Regions from separate parts of the Rattus norvegicus genome. Here regions 1 and 3 are each linked to region 2. Evidence: chromatin contacts called from public Hi-C data. All regions are on one chromosome and are shown on one strand. Each heading gives the region's core, a stretch centred on a gene start, on an enhancer-like site or on the middle of the called end of the contact. The rest is flanking DNA. Distances are from core to core; before and after follow the strand shown.

Evidence for each region. A called contact is a pair of places that touch in the nucleus more often than the background predicts.
Region 1: a Hi-C map of mammary epithelial cells shows a contact between it and region 2, with 5 times the contacts expected there. The contact joins two enhancer-like sites. A contact is called at or near these places in 3 of 12 Hi-C or Micro-C datasets (the Rat2 cell line, Schwann cells and mammary epithelial cells).
Region 3: a contact with region 2 is called in a Hi-C map of kidney, with 5 times the contacts expected there. The contact joins two enhancer-like sites. A contact is called at or near these places in 6 of 12 Hi-C or Micro-C datasets (the A7r5 cell line, the Rat2 cell line, Schwann cells and 3 more).

Annotation. Positions count from the first base shown.
Region 1 is chr8:88,264,438-88,268,509 of GRCr8, forward strand. No RefSeq gene overlaps it. Among named protein-coding and RNA genes, the nearest start is that of Eef1a1, 41 kb to the left of the region's middle. Within about 2 kb of position 2,349, at least 80 of the 93 cell types and tissues checked have an H3K27ac peak or open chromatin away from gene starts, as enhancers often do. A contact at or near this core is called in Schwann cells, where this site is marked.
Region 2 is chr8:87,930,181-87,934,207 of GRCr8, forward strand. No RefSeq gene overlaps it. Among named protein-coding and RNA genes, the nearest start is that of Gsta4, 15 kb to the right of the region's middle. Within about 2 kb of position 1,816, at least 91 of the 93 cell types and tissues checked have an H3K27ac peak or open chromatin away from gene starts, as enhancers often do. A contact at or near this core is called in Schwann cells and kidney, where this site is marked.
Region 3 is chr8:88,283,345-88,287,931 of GRCr8, forward strand. Slc17a5 (solute carrier family 17 member 5) reads right to left here. Exons shown (of 11, transcript NM_001009713.2): 8 at 3,333-3,465; 9 at 198-345. It also overlaps the pseudogene LOC134480122. Among named protein-coding and RNA genes, the nearest start is that of Slc17a5, 24 kb to the right of the region's middle. Within about 2 kb of position 3,112, at least 2 of the 93 cell types and tissues checked have an H3K27ac peak or open chromatin away from gene starts, as enhancers often do. A contact at or near this core is called in kidney, where this site is marked.

The DNA.
Region 1 (4,072 bases), core at 1,099-3,598, 330 kb after region 2:
TAAAGCTGTAAGTCACCATGGCCTGGCTAAATTAACTCTTTTTGAGCCTGGATCTTGCTATCTACCAAGGCTGGCCTAGGACTATGTAGTCTAAGAGGAGGTTGAGCGAGCACGCCTCCCTTCTCTGCCTCACAAGTGCTGGATTACAGGACTTCCACCGTGACTGGCCTCTATTGATTTTCTGTATTGGCCGTAGCCTCTCTATTCCTTGAGAGTTCTGCAGGAGAAATCCCCCCCCCCCCCCCGAGGCAGCAAATTCTCTATTAAACAATTGACTGCATTTTTAAGAAATCTCCTTCTAACTTCCAGACCTGAGCCAACCTTTTCTGAAGTCACTATTTCTGGCAGAAAAACCAATTCAGAACTGAGATCCATGCTGGCCTTCCGCTATAGTGGGAAGTTCATGCTTGGAACCGAGCCAAAGGTTTCGGAGGCGGAGCTCTTGATTTAGTTCCGTGTTGACACAGGGTTTCTATTTGTAGTCCAGGCTAGCCACAGACTTGCCGTTTTCTAACTTCACCCCTTTACATGTTGGTATTACAGACATATGCAACCATACCAGGCTCTTACTCTGTGCTTGGTGCCCTACAGGTTTGGTTGATCTCGGACTCACTATGTAGTTGAGGATAACTTTAAACTCCTGATCCTTAGAGTTGGGATTAAAGACCGGGTCTATGTAGTCTGGGCTGGAATTTGCTATGTACACTAGACTGCCCTGGAATCCACAGAGATCTGCCTGCTTCTGCCTTCCTAGTGCTGGGATTAAAAACATGGGTCAATGTTAGGCCTGAGAAAAAAACATTTCGACGACTGTCTGATTAAAGCAAGCTGTATTTAGACGGTGGACTTTCCCTAAGTTTGGGTTTCAGAGAGCATCCCTTCCAGGGCTTTTGAGGTCTCTTAGATGAGGAAGGGTTAGGGCTGATAGGCTGGAGAGATGGCTCAGCCGTTAAGAGCACCGCCTGCTCTTCCAGAGGTCCTGAGTTCAATTCCCAGCAACCACATGGTGGCTCACAACCATCTGTAAAGAGATCCGATTCCCTCTTCTGGTGTGTCTGAAGACAGCTACAGTGTACTTATATATAATAAATGAATAAATCTTAAAAAAAAAACAAAAACAGGGGTTGGGGATTTAGCTCAGCGGTAGAGCGCTTGCCTAGCAAGCGCAAGGCCCTGGGTTCCGTCCCCAGCTCCGGAAAAAAACAAAAAACAAAAAACAAAAAACAGCTGTCTAGATAATCAGCTTTTAGCCCCTGGACATAAGGGGGGTGCTGGTGGTGGAGTGGGGCGGCTCAGGACTAAAAGCTTCCTGTGGGGTAACTACGTGCAAGAATACATCTCATGGAAGGGGAATCGTCACGATATCTGGAAAAACATATTTTTATAGGGCAAAAGGGCAATCATATATCACAGATTCAGGGGTTTCAAGGCAAAGGGGTGGGTATACAATCATAGAATAACAAGTTCAGCACAGGTTGAAAAACATGGTTTGTAGGATACATTAGGCTTAGGAAACAAATTTATTCTTGTAAGGTGTGGAGACTTGATAACAATGCGGCTCTTTAACAACAACAATGTGGCTCTTGGTTTAGTTTTAAAGTCACCGCACCCGGCCGGAATTGCAGTTAGGAGCTATCATTGCCTTTTAGAATGGAAATGGAGACGCAAGGGTCAAGAAAGTCTTTGCCTCGTGACACTGCTGCCTCCAGCGGCCAGAGGCGGGAGCGCGGGCGGGTGAGGTCGGGGGCTCCCCAGACCGCAGTGACTTTCCACTGAGACGTGCGGCTGAGCCCTTTTTAAATGCCTTTCTTTGCACGTGGTCGCTGTGAGTCATCCCCTTTCTCTAGACAAAGAAATCTAGGTTTTGCTAATCAGGTTCCCCGGAGTCCGCTAAGGCGTGAGTCAAACTCGTGCTTCCGTAGCTCTGTAAGCGCTTGCTCCTCCCCCCAGGGGAAACGCCCGCTGCCCCGGTGCAAATCCGAGTTTCTGTGGGGTCCGGGGCCAAAAGATTCACGCGGAAAGGGAGTGCGGCAGGGAAATTGTCGTAGGCTTCAGAAGAGAAGAGCGTTTGTGCGCTTTAAAAATCGTTCTCTAAAAATCATAGCATTGCTTCACTGATGGCTCCATGGCTCCGAGGGTCAAGGAGTTTGTATCAAGCCTCGGTTCAGTCCCTTGGGAAGGCAGAAACCGAAAACCGGTTTCAATAAGCTGTCCTCTGACCTTTCACACACGGATTTAAAACAATAAATTAAATTAAAATAAATAAATAAGCAAACGAATGAGTGGATGAGTGAATGAATGTCTGGGCGTGGTGTGGCGCGCTTGTAATCCCAGCACTTGCCGGGTGGAGGCAGAAGGATCAAGGCCAGCCGTTATTACATAGCCAGTTTGAGGCCAGTTTGAATTTCATGAGACTCTGTCTCAAAATAGAAAACCGCGGTTATTTAAGAAAACATATTAAAGAATAATGGGTTTATACTGAGGTAAGGGAGTGCAGGAAGAGGCCGAGCTGAGAGACAAACTCCAGGGAAGTAAATGTGGGCCATTTGGCAAGGCCCGTGGCTGATGTGAATATCAACAAGTGCCACTTTGTCCCACAGTGCCACTTTACAGCCCAGCCAAACCGGTGATGCCTGAGGGTGCAGGCACTTGAAGCCCAGCGCCAGAGAGGCCTGCTTTGGCGTTCTTAGCTGTTAGTCAGTTCCAGATTGATGCCGATTTTTTTCCCCCCTGATTGATTTTTCTTTTTAATTTCCAAACATTTTAGTTAAATAAAGGACTCCTGGTGGCACAGGCCTGAGGTCTTGGCACGTGAGGTGGAAGCAGGAAGGTCAGAGACTGAAGGGCAGCCTTGGATGTAGGAGTCTCTGTCTCAACAAGATTAAATGAGGGGTTGGGGATTTAGCTCAGTGGTAGAGCGCTTGCCTAGCAAGCGCAAGGCCCTGGGTTTGGTCCCCAGCTCCGAAAAAAAGAAAAAGAAAAAGAAAAAAAAAAGATTAAATGAAAATCCAGAAGAGAAAAACAAACAAAAAATCTAATCCCTCCCTCCCTCTCCACAGATGCTGTTAACGTTTTGTTTGCTCTGTGTCCATAGTTTTTGTTTTGGTAATACAGAATGTCTACACTTGAGTGTTCATACTAGCATTATTAAAAAAAAAAAACCTTTTAAATTACATTGTGTGTGTGTCTGCGCATGCACGCGCCTTCATACTCGGAAGCACACCTCGGAAAGAGTCTGGAGGTCAGAGAACAATTTGTGAGACTCCCTCCTCTCATGGTGCCTGGGACGGAACGCAGGTTTTACAGCAAATATCTTTACTGAATTATCTCTTATCCCCTCCCACCAGCTTTGTTAACAACTTTCTCAAACTAGAGTAACCTGAGTATGTCCGTCAAGGTATATGTGGATAAAATTGGCATGACAGGCTGGGGTACTGGGACAGGCTGTGCCATTAAGATCCTGTGAGAAAGATGCCAGCCATGATGGATCTGGTCCTAAAGGATTCCATCACACCAGCTGTCCACCACAGCAAATCCGCAGACAGGGAAGATGAGTAGGCACCCGAGAAAGGAAAGGGAAGCCAGGGAGTGCTGGACAGGGTGGGGCTTCTGTCTGTAGCACTGAAGTGTGCCAGAATTAGAAATCTGATAGCTGTGTACCCTGGGACTGTAAGAAAAGCCACTGAATTCTGCACTGTGTGTGTGGTGCTGGGCTTGTACCAGACAGTGCTATCCCCATGCCAGACAGGCATTCTGCCCCGAGCCACACCCCCGATTTTAGCTATACACCTTTTTCAAATTTATTTATTTATTTTATGTATACGAGTACACTGTAGCTGTCTTCAGACACCAGAAGAGGGCATCGGATCCCATTACAGATGGTTGTGAGCTACCATGTGGTTGCTGGGAATTGAACTCATGACCTCTGGAAGAGCCCTCAGCGCTCTTAACTGCTGAGCCGTCTCTCCAACCCAGCTCTGCACTTTCAAAAGTTGAGTTGGTGGTATGTGAATTAAATCTCAGTAGTCGTTATAAAAAGTATCACTGTAATAGATCATGGCTAGTCCTTCAA
Region 2 (4,027 bases), core at 566-3,065:
GCGGGGATGGGTAGTGGCTCATACCCTTATTTCCAGCATTTGGGAGACAGAGGCAGGCAGAACAAGGCTAACCTGACCTACAGTGAGAAAGTCCCAGAACAGCCAGGGCCACACAGAGAAACCCTATCTAAACAAACAACTAAATAAATTAAAAAGAAAAAAGTGGGGAACCTTCCCCTACACTCATATTCACACACATTTTTAAACATTCATTTCTACTTGTATTTATATTATATTAAATTATATTTATATTATAAACGTATTTTTATATATTTGCATATCTATTTGAACACAATTTTAACTTTTTTTAATTTGGAAAAAAGCAGCTAAAAGTAGAAATAAAACGGGAATTAATTAGCGGCTAAAAAGTAGAAATAAAACGAGAATTCAGAATTCATGGAATTACATACAAAAGAAAGGCAGACTGCCACATGCAGCGCCTCATTTGGATGTGTCTGGAGTCTTGGAAGCTTGACTACCCTACGTTCTCCTACAATGGACCTTGAGAGCTTGTTTGGAGGTTCTAGCAGGGGAGCGCAGCTACTCGTATACCCTTGACCGAAGACCGGTCCTCCTCTATTCGGGGAAGGTCGTCCTCTTCGACCGAGCGCGCAGCTTCGGGAGGGACGCACATGGAGCGGTGAGGGAGGAAGGGGACACCCGCCTAGCCAGCCAGATCAGCCGAATCAACCCTGGCGATCAATGGGGTGACAGATGTCGCAGCCAGATCGCCCTCACATCCGAGGTAGGAGAGGCAGCCGCTAAGTATATAAGGCCATGGAGACTAGTAATTTTCCACATGTGGTGACTTTCCGTGCCGAACTTTCCGTGCTGCCCATGTATTTTATGATTAAAAAAGAATCCTAAATCTTTTCTCGATGTTAAATCACCCATTTTATGCTCCTTTGTGCTAATTTTAAGTTAAAAATACTTAAATTTAGGCTTTTTCCTGTTAACCAGAATGCTCTGGAACTATGCAAAATAAAACAGTCTGGATTGGTTGAACCCTCCGAAGCCCGGCCCCCTCTAGCTACGTCCGTTCCACCGCCTGATTCCGCTCCGGCCCTAGGCACCCGCGTTCAACGCGTTCCGGTTGGAGGTGGGTTCTTCGCCTTCGGTGTGTGTTGCCACCTCTGCCAAGGCGAGCCGGACGGCGGAGGGTAGACACAGAGCATCTGCGGCCTCACGAGCCTCTCGTGGCCTTCTGTGGGGCCGTAGTTGTCTGTGTCACGTCTCCATCCCGTGGCCGAAGTGACACACAGAAGCAAGTAAAAAGCTAATACTTTAGAAGAATGTGATGCGCCCGGTCCCGCGGCCCTCGGTTGGCTTCCGGCGCCCCTTCTAGCTAAATTTGGAAACTCCTGAGTTTCTCAAGGCCCAAGAACAACACAAGGTGCACTGCTAGGAAAATACCTTTACAATGAATGGCCCCAGCTTCCCTGGATCCGGAATATAAAACACACCATGAAAACCAAGGCTAAGGGATTTATACTTTCTTTTACGTGTTAAAATGGTGGCATGTTGGGCGAGGGAAAACTCAACAAAAAAAAAAAAAAAAAAAAAAAAAAAAAAGAAAGAAAAGAAAAGAAAACACTCCTCCCAAATCCTCAGCATTCAGTTGTGTCCAGAAAACTGGGATGAGGGTAGAGCCTAGCCTCGCCGTTCTGTACTGCGTTCTTTTGTGGTTGCTTGTTTGTTTGTTTGAATTTTGGTTTGGCTTGGTAAAATTTGTTTTCCAGAAAGGCTGAAATCCACCTGACATCGAGGCACAAGCTCCACTGTCCTAACGGTAGAGGTCGCATGGAGTCCGTGAGATGGGCATTAACTACCGCTGGAGTTGAAGTATCCAATCTACTGTATCTTCACAGATTTGCCAGACAATGGGTCTTCTACCCACGTCACAGCAGGTCCCATTCAGCCAGAAGATCCTTCCTGTCAGGGACTTTTCTTTGTAACTAGGATGTTATTAATGGAATTCTTTCCCCTTTTAAGTTACCCTTGGTTTCTGTGTAATTCCATGGCAGAGGAATTACAGTTAATAAGGACCAAGAGAAATAATGTACATTTTGCCAGTTTTATTAATTAAATACCCTTTAGGTGAGTTTTCTGTTCCTGTGTCGCCCAGCTGGAAGCCCTGTTTCCTGGCCTGCGTGTGCATTTTTTTTTTTGTTTTGCTTTTCTATTCTTTTAGCTTCGTATGGGGATTTTCAGATACAAGCAAACAAAACATTGCATAAGTCTGTGTGTGCAGCTCTTACCCTGATGTGTGCAGCTTTATGGTGATCCTACGTGTTTTGTCTCCTGCCTCCTCTTCTTGCTTTGTTTCATTTGGGAGTACCACACTTTGGTATTTATTTCCAACTGGTAAGAATTATCACATCTACCAAAATCTGCAAGGCTTTATCCTCAAAGTAGTCTGTCTCCCGAAGAGATTTTAATAATGTGTCTAGGTGCTGCTCTAAACAAGGTCTGTAAACGTTACATTTAGAATAACTTTAGATTTGTAAAAATGTCGCGAAGTTGAACCACAGAGCCCTCAACCCTCCCTGGTGCTAACATCTTACATAACCATGCTAAACTGAGAAGAAAAGAGTTCCTGGTCCATGAGTTAATGGGCAGCAGACTTTATTATGATTTCAGTGTCTCCACTAAGGTCCTCTTACCTCTTACAGGGTCCGGGATCCTGTAGTGTATCTTGTCATGTTTCCTCAATTTCCCCAAGGCTGTGACAGTTTCTCAGCCTTTCCCTTGCTCCAACCCCTTGACATTATTGAGGCTATCAATGAAGATTCTCTGGGAATACTTCCTGCCTCCCCACCTTGTCCCTGGCTCTTGAGTCCAGGCCATTATCCCACAGAGGATCCCACATCTTGGTTATGCCCTATTTCTACCTTGTGATTGGGGAAACTTTGTGTTGGGTTTTTCATCTGTTGGTTGTTCTTGTTTAACAGGTGTTACTTTGCCTTTCTCAGTGTCACAGCAGGAAGAACAGGACATCCAATTGTGCTCCTTGGAAGACAAAGGCTAAGGATTAGGTAGCTGTACATTGTGCTTTTCCATTATAAATATATAGTTCCTCTTCATAATAATTAGCTAGTCCGTGGAGATATCCCAACACTTCTTCAGCATTTCAGCACCCATTATGATCCTTATCAAAATGAGTTATTAGAACTGGCAGTTCTGTAATTTTATTTTTCAGTAGCACTGACTTTTCATCGCTTGGCTCTAATGCTTCTGCAACCAGCTTTTATTTCCCCCTTTGTCCTCATCATTATTATTTGTATCTAATATTGGGGTTTTGTTTTTGCTCAGATCATCCCAAATTTGGCTAGGGAACCTCATCAAAGGATGGCCTTTACCATCCTTCCTCCCTTGAGCACTTCCTCTCTGCTCATCACAGAGCATGAAGTCGGCCTTTGCTCGCAGGAGCCCTGCTTCTTTTTCCTGGGCTGTATTATTTGGAAACCAAGATGTGGGTGCTACTGGGTTCTTTCTCTCTTGCTTCTCCAGGCAGCTTAACTTTGTATTTCCAATCTCTCATCTGTAATGACATTTACCTTCTTGGAGAATTACACACACACACACACACACACACACACACACACACACACTAAGTTATTTAATTTCATGGAGAATTTCTGGAGTCAAAAGAGCAGTTGCACAAGGGTGAATGTGACAGGGAAACAAATGTGCCCAGGGCTGGTTGTTTTTTAAAAACTGATATTTATGTGGTAGGGCAAACACTGAATATTTGAAAAACCATGTCCTAAAGCCCTACAAGCAAGAAGGAATGCAGAGTTAAAATGGCCAGAAAGTTGCTCAGAATCCTAAAGTGTGATACAACCAAACTGAGAGGACTGTGGATTCCCACTCTTTGTCCATTCCCTTTTTCATACTGTTTGATCTGTCCTAAATTTATCTTTCTTTTTTCATGAGCTATAAGGAATTTTTGTAGTTTCATTTCAAAACAAGAGGAGCCAGATGGTGGTGACTCGTGACTTTAATCCCAAAACTCTGGAGGGAGAAG
Region 3 (4,587 bases), core at 1,862-4,361, 350 kb after region 2:
GAAGAGGGCATCAGATCCCATTACAGATGGTTGTGAGCCACCATGTGGTTGCTGGGATTTGAACTCAGGACCTCTGGAAGAGCAGTCAGTGCTCTTAACCGCTGAGCCATCTCTCCAGCCCCGTTATCTATGTCTTACTATGACTATAAGAAAAGAGACTGTAGCCATTCCCAGCACACCTCTGGGCTTGTACTCACGAAGGGGCGATATCCAGATGGTTGATGCTAAATCCAGAAGAGGCGAAGCCTCCCAGCGTCGTGGATATGGTTAGGAATGCAACAGCCAAAGAATAGTCACAGCCTATAAATCCAGCCGCGACTAGGAAAACTGCAGGGCCAACCATTCCTGGAGTTATAGAGGTGTAAGAGAAAAAGAAGCGCCATTTATGGTAGTTGCTCAATTTAAAACCCCGAACTGGACAGTGCTGCCACCTACTGTACAAACACTGAACTGCCTGGAAGACTAAAGTGTCTTCTCACTAGAGAGCCTGGCAGGAAACGGGATATAACTCATGTAATCAGAAAAGGAAACCCTCCCAGTGCTGTGCTCTTCAATCTGCATGTGATAGGAACTCAGTCGGCATCTACAGAGCTCACCACCAAGGACACAAAGACTGAAATCAGAGTGGAAGGGAGAAGCAACAGATGATACAGACTGTGACTAAAGGGCCTATCATTAAAATAAATAAATTATACAATGAACTCGATTGGGGGCTGGAGATGCCTCAGTAGCTAAGAGTGCTTCCTGCTCTTCCAGAGGACTCATGGGTGGTTGGGTGGCTCACAACCATCTGTCATCCCAGCTCCAGGATGGTCCGTTGGCTTTTGCAATGGCCCTGCATGCATGCACGAGAGCACACAGACAGACAGACATACAAATCTTACAAAAATAATAAACTTTGTTGGATGTAGTTAGAAATCTGATCCATCTTGGTTCTAGGAGTTGATAACAAAATGCATATTATTACACACAGCAGGTCCATGGGAGAAAAAAGATCAGATTGAACCCAAAGGGAAATTATTTCCTTTACAGATGATCAAAGTCAGAGTAGTAGCAACTCCTGGTGTGGGCTCAGCAGGTGTCTGAAGAATTTCCCTAGAATGGGTCTTTTCACCATACAGTTTTAAAAAATGGGTGTCATGGTTTGCCCTGGAGTTATCTGTATTTTGATGCTAATTCCACTGCCCCAAGGACAGCTGCCTAGTCACTACTCAGGACTCACCAGAACCTTCTCTCCATTGAATCTGTAAAATACAGGTGAAGGGCAGGTACAGAATAGAAGGAGGCCTGTCATTGGAGGAGAAGGAAGGATGGGCAGGAGAGAAGTTAGAAGGAAGAGGAGGAGACTGGAAAGGAAAGGAGGAAGAGACCGGAGGGAGAGAGAGAAGCCGTGGCAGGACAATATGGCGGGTGACATTAAGATTCTACGCTGTACCTTTACAGGTTGTCACGAATGTTCTTAAGGGATGGATATGTATTGGGCTTTGTATGTTTAGGTGGGCAAGTATATCTTACCAATTGGGTCAAAGGTTATTGTGTTGTGTGTTCTTTTATGTGTATATTTAAGTGTAAGGGAGTGTGGGGTGGCCGGTCTGGATCGCCACAGAATTGGAATGCATGCTTCTGGCAAGATAGCCAGCAGATATCTTGGGGCACTGGGCTGCTGGATCTAGAGCGCGATAAAAGACAGCATTTTATTTTTTATATTATTACAACAACACATGGGTGTTTTACTTGTGTGTGTATGTCTGTGCACCACATGTCTGTCCAGTGCCTGTGGAGCTAGAGGAGGGCCTCATATTCCATGGAACTGTAGTCACAGACAGTCGTAAACTGCTGTGTGGGTTCTGGGAACTGAAGCTGTGTTCTCTGTGAGAGCAGCCAGTTCTCTTAATGGCTGAGCCCCAAATTTACATTTATTTACTTAGACAGACTCTTACTATGTAGTTCTGGTGTACAACTTATTATATAGAGCAGGCTGGCCTGTCATAGAGGCCTGCCTGCCTCTGCCTCCCAAGAACTGGAATTAGGGGAATATACCGGCGTGCACTGATGAAATTTACTTAGAGCGTGTTTTTATCATGTCTGTTCGATGTACTCCCTGGCACCTGGAGAGGCCAGACAAAGGTGTCAGGCGCTCTGTAGGTGGGGTTCCAGGCAGTGGTGGTTGTGGGAAGCGAAGTCAGGGTCCATCTGTGAACAAGGTAAAGGTTTATTCTCTTTTGCTGCCTTCTTGCTCTCCACTCCGGTTTTTGGTACAGAGCCCTCATGCCTCTGGGATTTCTGGAGTGACTAGGATTGTCTTTTGTTTGCTAATAAGATGACTGGTGACACGGGGACCAGTGGCCTTAGAGAGTGCATTTGTCCCAGTATTTTGAGACATCATCTGAGGGGCCCAACCTGGCCTCAAACTAGTTATGTACCAGAAGACCCTGAATCTCTGATGCTCCTGGCTCTACTCTCAAGTGCCGGGATCTTAGGGATGTGTCTGTCACCAGGCCTGGCTCTCAGTTTCTCTGTCTTTTTGAGATGGAGTCTCATTATGTTGCCCAGTCTGGCTGGAACTCCTGGCCTCAGGTTCCCCAGCATCGGGACTACAGTATGTGTGCACATTGTTAACTGGTACCAGTCTCTGAGGGGGCGATGGTTGAATGGGCCTGAAGGTTGAGTGGACCGCAATGACCAATGATTTACTCAGTCCTGCTGGCATAATGAAGCCCCCTCAGAATCTCAAAAGGACAAGGTTTGGCTTGGGTGTGGTGGTCCAGGTCTGTAATCCCAGCTCTTGACAGTCGGAGTAGGGAGTGTGTGAGTTGAAGCCAAACCCAGGTAGCACAGCATGGAGAATCTGTCTTAGAAGCAAGCATCTATACTGCCAACTAACCAAGTAACCATGCTTGTACCTTCAGTACTCAGGGCAGTGATGAGATCTAGGTGAGCTTCCCAGCAGCAGAACTCCTGGTGGTGCCATTTTTCTATCTGGCTATTTATCCCCTTGTAACATCCTCTATAACAAGTGAGTAGTCAGAAATAAAGTGTGTGCCCTGACTTCTGTGAGTCAGTCTAGCAAATGAGTGGAGCTGGAGGACAGGCCATGGGAGCCTAATTAATAGTTAAGCCAGTTAAACGTGTAGGTCACAGCCTGGTTCATGTGACTAGACTCTAAGGTGGGAGAGGCTAGTCTTGTGAGACTTAGCTGTTTCACCCAGCTTGTGTGCTTCGAAACTGGTTGCGTGTGGGGAAAGCTCCCATTTTTGTGATCAGAGGCAAAGGATTTAGAGTGCTATGTGGATGACTGGGAAACAAAACAAAAGTTGGCTCATCTCACTTACCTATGAGGGAAAAAATTCTCCGAACGCTTATGGTTGAAAAATTCCACTTGACTCTTAAATAATCAGCGGCTTGACCACAGACAATCATGCATAACCAACAGCCAAAATAGGGCAATGCAGATAAAAACCCGTTCTGGAAGAGGGAAGGAGATTCGGGATTAAGTATGGTAGAACATATGGGCTGCAGCCAACCCTGACCACTTGAAAACAGCAGACATAGTGGAGCAACGTGCTGATGTCCATATGTCACACATATATGATTAGCATTTGCAGTGATCATGGGACAGCCTGACTCATCCCTGTAAGAGCCGGTCTCACGGGGAAACAGTGCAGCCTGCAGGTCTTCCTGAATGCTACCTTTTTTGTTTGTTTGTTTTGGCTTTTCAAGACAAGGTTTCTCTGTGTAGCCCTGACTGTCTTGGACCTCACTCTGCAGACCAGGCTGGCCTCAAACTCACAGAGATCCATGTATCCCCTGAGTGCTGGGATTAAAGGAATACGCCGCCACGCCTGCTACTTTAAAGGTTTTTTTGTTTGTTTTTACAAGTCAGTTTTACTTAATGCAGGACTATCCAACAAAAACATTGTTAGCCATCTGTGATCTGAATTTGGTGTATGAATTAAATTATGGTATACATTAAAAGCCATGAGACATTTGTTTTGTAATAAATAAGGCAGTAGAATTACTCATGAGTAGCCTTTTTTTTTAAAAAAAAAGATTTATTTATTTATTATATATAAGTTCACTGTAGCTGTATAGATGCCCACACACTAGAAGAGGGCATCCGATCTCTTTACAGATGGTTGTGAGCCACCAAGTGGTTGCTGGGAATTGAACTCAGGACCCCTGGAAAAGCAGTCGGGTGCTCTTAACCACTGAGCCATCTCTCCAGCCCCATGAGTAGCCTTTTTAAGTTAAGCTATTAGGTCTGCCCTTTCTCCCTTCTTCTTAATTCCAGCGAAGATCATTTTTGTTCCAGGGATGTACTTTTTGGGATCCTCCAAATACTCCCTCAGGGTATTCTCTTCCCAGGTAATAACTTTGTTCTTGTTGGCGTCTGTATAACAGACTCCAGCAGCCTGACCTATTCTCTGCCCAAACGGACCATGGAGATTTGGTCCAGTCTCATGCTTGCCTCTCTTTTCACAGTGTGACACACTTCTGAACAAAAATCTTCTTGCCTTTCTCAACATCACCATTTTAAATTCGTTTCGGGCTGGTCAACACCACAAACATTCAGACTCTTAGATAGAC